Linked DNA regions of Oryctolagus cuniculus: region 1 is linked to region 2. A link is a contact called in public Hi-C data. All regions are on one chromosome and are shown on one strand. Each heading gives the region's core, a stretch centred on a gene start, on an enhancer-like site or on the middle of the called end of the contact. The rest is flanking DNA. Distances are from core to core; before and after follow the strand shown. Region 1 overlaps LOC138850606 (a long non-coding RNA gene). Region 2 overlaps LOC138850605 (a long non-coding RNA gene).

Region 1 (2,700 bases), core at 178-2,677, 400 kb before region 2:
TTCCTCATGAATGTCCCCAAGCAAGGGCCACAGCCATGTTCTATGTCTGTTCTTTGTAACACAAATGAACAACAGCTAACTTTAGCAAAATACAGAATTGTTAAAAATTATTTATTTGACAGGCAGAGTTACAGAGAGAAGGCCAAGGCTAGGCTACACTGCAGCCAGGAGCAAGGAGCTTCATCCAGGTCTCCCTTGTGAGTGCAAGGGTCCAAGGACTTGGGCCATTCTCTGCTGCTTTGCCAAGCACATTAGCAGGGAGCTGGATCGGAAGCAGAGCACCAAGGACTAGAACCGGTGCCCCTAGGGGATGCTGGCATCACAGGCAGTGACTTTATCTGCTATACCACAACACAGGCCCTGCAAAACAGAATTTAATGGAATGCTATCGGGGGTTCACAGAACAGGAAAACAGCTAAGACACTGGGGCAGAGCTGGGATTCAAATGGTGGACGTGAAGACTGAGCGAGGGCCCTGGAGCCAGGTCTTCAGCAGGCTTTCCCTGTTTTCACCCGTCACTCGAGTCCAGGACAGTTTCATTGGCCAGAGGAGGGCAGCATGCCTGTATTGATGGCCCCACCAGGACTGCACGTACTATGGGGGAAAGCATGTCCTCCCTCCCCTGAGATAAGCCAAGTAGTTTTACTTAAAAAAAGTCAGGATGTCTATTGGGCATCCAAAGGAAAAAAAAATAAAAAGTATCCACTCCAAACTGTGAGGTGAAGCTCTGCCAGCTTCCTTAATGGGGTGAGTCTCAAGCTGTGACCTGGCCTCTCCTCCCCCAGGGGGCCTTAACGGAGGAGGTGGAGGCAGGTGGCAGGATCTATCACAATGCCATCTTGGACTGCCAGCTGGGCTCCTCCCTGGAAGTTTCTAAAGTGGAAGAAAGTGAGAATTCACGTGCCTTCCAATCCAACGCTCCTCTCCCTGCCTCCTGCTACCACCAATGAGAGCTGGCCTGGCTGTTTTTGTCTGTTGCTTCTGTTGTTGTTCACACCTTCCTGTGGGATTGGTTCAAATCCCCATTTCCTGATGACCCAACATCCTTCTGCAATCAACTGGCAGAGGGTGAGCCTGCCAAAACCTCAGGTAGCAGCCCTGCCCAGCACCATTTGCAGCAACATCCTGTGTCCACAACTTTCCAGTTCAGCTCTAAATGCCTGTTTGGGTTTATGAAAATTTCCATGGCCTCCTGCTAGGCTCCCGTTTCACCTATGCCAGCCCACAAGCTCAGTGACCTTGGCCAGGTTTTCTCCCTCCCACACTGGGCCCCAGCCCCCGCCCTGTGCTGAGTGTCATCATTGTTTTGCACAAGATGCTTTGAATGTTGGTACTGAGCTCCGACTGCTGAAGCTTCCCAACGACCCCTTTTGGGAGGCAGGGCATATCTTAGGTACCAGGAGAAGTTACAGTCACATAGTCATAGGATTGTGGCAGAACCAGAACTGGAAACCAAGGCTTTTGGCCCATGGCCCCAGCCTTTTCCATTAATAAAGCTGCTGCATCAGATCATTCGAGAGCCTTGTGATTCTGCTACAATACACCCAGACAGCCCACAATTCCACAGCTACAACCAAGTCCTGACATTTCTGTAGAAGCAATTGGTTCAGAATTTTCCCTCAGCAGGCACCAATTATGTTAGCAGACTTTGGGCTAAGCACTTTATAAATATCACCTGCAGTGCTCAGAACTACATTGAGATTTACTATTAGCCCCATTACACAGAGGGCAAAACTGAATATTTTAAAAACAATTTGAAAGGCAGAATGAGAAAGAGAAAGAAATAGAAAGCTCTTCCATCTACTGGTTAACTCCCCAAATACTTGCAAGGACCAGGACTGGGCCAGGTCAAAGCTAGGGGCCAGGAACTCCATCCAGGTCTTCTATGTGGGTGGCAAAGACTGAGTTCTTGAGCCATCATCTGCTGCCCCCCGGGCACACTGGCAAGAAGCTGAATTCAAAGCAGATGCAGAGGCAGGAATCAATCACAGGTCCTCCAATATGGGACACAGGTGTCCCAAGCAGTGGCTTAACCTATTGTGCCACAACCCTGGCCCCTGGAAGTATTTTTAAAATTTGATTATGATAATTGTGATGATTGTACAACTGTATACATTTACTTAAAAATTCAAACTGTACATGCTCATGTGGCTGGGAAAACAGAAGATGGCATAAGTTCATGGGCCCCTGCACACATATGGGAGACCTGAACAAAGTTCCTGGCTCCTGGCTTCATCCTGGCACAGTCCCAGCTGTTGAGGCCATTTGGGGAATGAACCAGTGGATGGAAGATCTCTTTCTCTTTGTCTCTTCCTCTGTGTGTCACTCTGCCTTGCAAATAAATAAATAAATCTTTAAAAAGAAAATTCTAATCCCCCAAAAGCTTTCCTTCTGCCCTTACACAGTCAATCCCCATTGCCGCCCCCACTCCAGTATCTGCCTTCTGTCTCATACTTTTGCTTTTTCTAAAAAAAAAAAAAGTTGTTAATGAAATCATATGAAAAATATTTTGTGTCCAACTTTTTCAAGTTAGCATGTCTTTTAATGTTATCCTATGTATTCATGTATCCATGAATGCTATCCATGTTATCAGTAACTGGCTCCTTTTTATGGCTGGATGGTAGTCCATTGTATGAATAAGTTATATTTTGCTTAACTAAACATGAGTTTATGGGCATTTGGATTATTTCTAGTTTGGGC
Region 2 (2,700 bases), core at 61-2,560:
GGCAGCTTCAGGCGTATGTGGTCCTTTCAGCTTAAGGAACAAAAACAAGAGAAAACAAAGCAAACCTCCTCTTCTTCCTAATATCTGTAAGCCCTAGAGAAACAAGACTTAGGGCACGGTGGTTAGGAGCTCACTTGGGATGGCCACGTCCTAGATCAAAGTGCAGTTAAGTCCTGGCTTCTTTGCTTCAAAACCAGCTTCCTGCTAATGCATTCTGGGAAGCAGCAGGCGATGGCTCAAGTATTCAGGTCCCTGTCAGCCATGTTGGAGAACTAGACTGAGTTACTGGCTCCTGGTTTCAGCATGTTCTAGCCCTGACTGTTGAGAGCTCTCAGGTAGTGAACCAGTAGATGAGAGATCTGTGTATGTGTGTGTGTGTGTGTGTGTGTGTCTTTCAATTAAATAAAATAAATTTAAAACCTGTTATAATAAAAGGAAGAGCCTTACTAGTGTGGCACTGAGGTCCTATCAATAAGACCACATGGCTGGAGGAGGAGTGATTTTCCAAAAGCAAATCAGGATTTTTTTGTCTGACAAAAGCATGGTAGAGTGAGCAGGTAGAAACAATAGCTGCCCACAGACAGCTTGAGTTGAGTTGCCTGAAAACAAAGACTTCAGCTTGGTCTTCAAGAAGGCTATTAAAATACACATCGATTTCATGAAACCACATGAAAAATGTTTCAGAAAGGAATAGGAGTGGGCCATTCTTGACCCAGGCTTCTGCTCCTTGCTAGCTAACTCCACATGTGGTGAACATCTGCCAGAAAGTCAGCTGAGCTGTCCTCTTCCTTCTGCGTTTTGCATCCTAAGCAGTAGAGTATGTGCATAGTTACATGGAGAAAGAGAAAATGACCTTTCCATATTGAAAACGCAAATCAGACCACTAGTAAATAACAGTCCTGCACAGTCACATGAGAAAGTAACAAAGGATACATCTTCTCTACATTAAGAAAGCAAATCAGGCAATTAATATATAATAGCCCGAGTTCTTCATAAAATTTTGCCAGTTTCAAAATAAGAACAATTTCTGCAATCAATTTCCCTGATACTTAAAAGAAGAGGACAACATTAGAATTATTTGCATTAGCAAATTACTATTGTTGGCTGAGACTGTTTTTTCTAACTGAAACAATCGTATTTTTAAAGAAAAACATGCTGTTTTGAAAATGAAAAAAAAATTCAGAAAGGAAAACTATCTATTTTGTCGAGTCCATTGCTGAAAAAGACTTGTAAACTCCTGGTTCACTCGCCAGCGTTAGGCATTGTGTGAGTAGAATACCGATGCTTCTCAGATTAGAAGGTTCCTGCTGAGACTCACTCACTCTGCAGGTGAGATCTCGGCTTTCATTTTGGCCTTGTTCCAAACTCAGGAGCGAGGGAGGGCAAGCTTGCGCTCAGGCTCAGGGAGGGCAAAAAGGAAAATACTTACATAAGCTCCATAAAACACCTTTTCTAAAACCCAAAAGAAATCCACATGGAAAGAATATAGAAGTTCATATGTATTTATGTTTATAAATAAGTATATATAGTAAGATACCCCAGAAACTAGCACATAGGATTACACTCCGAATAGGGCATAGTCAGAGAATGTGAGAAAGAAGTTAGAAAAAAGAAAAAAAAAGTCGCCCATTCCAATGGAAACACAAAAACAAATTAGAGGAGCCATCTGAAGATAGCTTTCCAAGAGTGACACACCCAAAATTTGAAACCTTAATCACTGACAACACTAGGATGTCTTCGTAAATCACCAGGATATTGCATAAGCATCTCATCTGGAAGGCATCAAGTCCAAACATTAGCCAATTAATTAATATGTCATCGATTTGCAATCCTAGAGATGAAATAGTACAATGATGGGGGCTTTTGTCTCTATAGTGAGTTGAACACATGCCAGTGCATCTCTAAAACCCTGTTGAACGAAAATGGACTTTGTAGATATGATTGAGGACAGTAGCTAAGAATAATCACCTTATGGAATTTAACTTTTTCTGTAATACCTTCAAAATATTGACTAAGTTCTATCCTGAGAACTTCAGTATCTTACATATATCACTCCTATTTAACTAAGCAGAATGTAAATGTAGCAACATTGTCCTTTAGCAACGACATCCAAATAAAGATGTGAGGCAGACTAGGCAATTTATTTAGTCAATATAATTAAGACATATTATTCTGCTGTAGATTACTTATCAATTTATTTTTTAATGATTTATTTATTTATTTGAAAGGCAGAGTTACAAAGAGAAGGAAGAGACATGGAGAAAGATCTTCCATTGTGGGTTCACTCCCCAAATAGCCATAATAGCAATGGCAGGGGCCAGGCCAAAGTCAGGAACCAGGAGCTTCTTCCAGGTCTCCTACATGGGTGCAGGGGCCCAAGCACTTGGGCCATCTCCCATTGCTTTCCCAGGCAATTAACAGGAAGCTAGACTGGAAGTGAAGCAGCTGGGACTCAAACAAGTGCCCATTGGGATGTATCACAGGCAGAGGTTTAACATGCACCACAGTGCCAGACCCCTAAATTATTTAATGGCACGTCTGTGCTTGCATGATCAAATTCTTTCCTAAACATCCTAATTTTACAATAAACTCATTCTTTCACTTTTGCTCTTGGGTTTGGATTGCGGTCTGTTGCAGTCTTATCTTTTCACTTCCACTTTTCTGAACGGTTGCCTCATAGTCCAGACTTTGCCTAGCATG

The links. Hi-C and Micro-C count contacts between places; a contact is called where the count stands out from the background.
Region 1: a contact with region 2 is called in a Hi-C map of liver, with 8 times the contacts expected there. The contact joins two enhancer-like sites. A contact is called at or near these places in 3 of 6 Hi-C or Micro-C datasets (ear pinna, liver and an unstated tissue).

What each region holds. Positions count from the first base shown.
Region 1 is chr7:79,076,203-79,078,902 of mOryCun1.1, reverse strand. The region is part of intron 1 of LOC138850606 (a long non-coding RNA gene); the gene reads right to left. Among named protein-coding and RNA genes, the nearest start is that of CDC7, 44 kb to the left of the region's middle. Within about 2 kb of position 1,427, at least 2 of the 8 cell types and tissues checked have an H3K27ac peak or open chromatin away from gene starts, as enhancers often do. A contact at or near this core is called in ear pinna, where this site is marked.
Region 2 is chr7:78,679,526-78,682,225 of mOryCun1.1, reverse strand. All of the region lies in intron 5 of LOC138850605 (a long non-coding RNA gene), which reads right to left. Among named protein-coding and RNA genes, the nearest start is that of TGFBR3, 31 kb to the left of the region's middle. Within about 2 kb of position 1,310, at least 1 of the 8 cell types and tissues checked has an H3K27ac peak or open chromatin away from gene starts, as enhancers often do. A contact at or near this core is called in ear pinna, where this site is marked.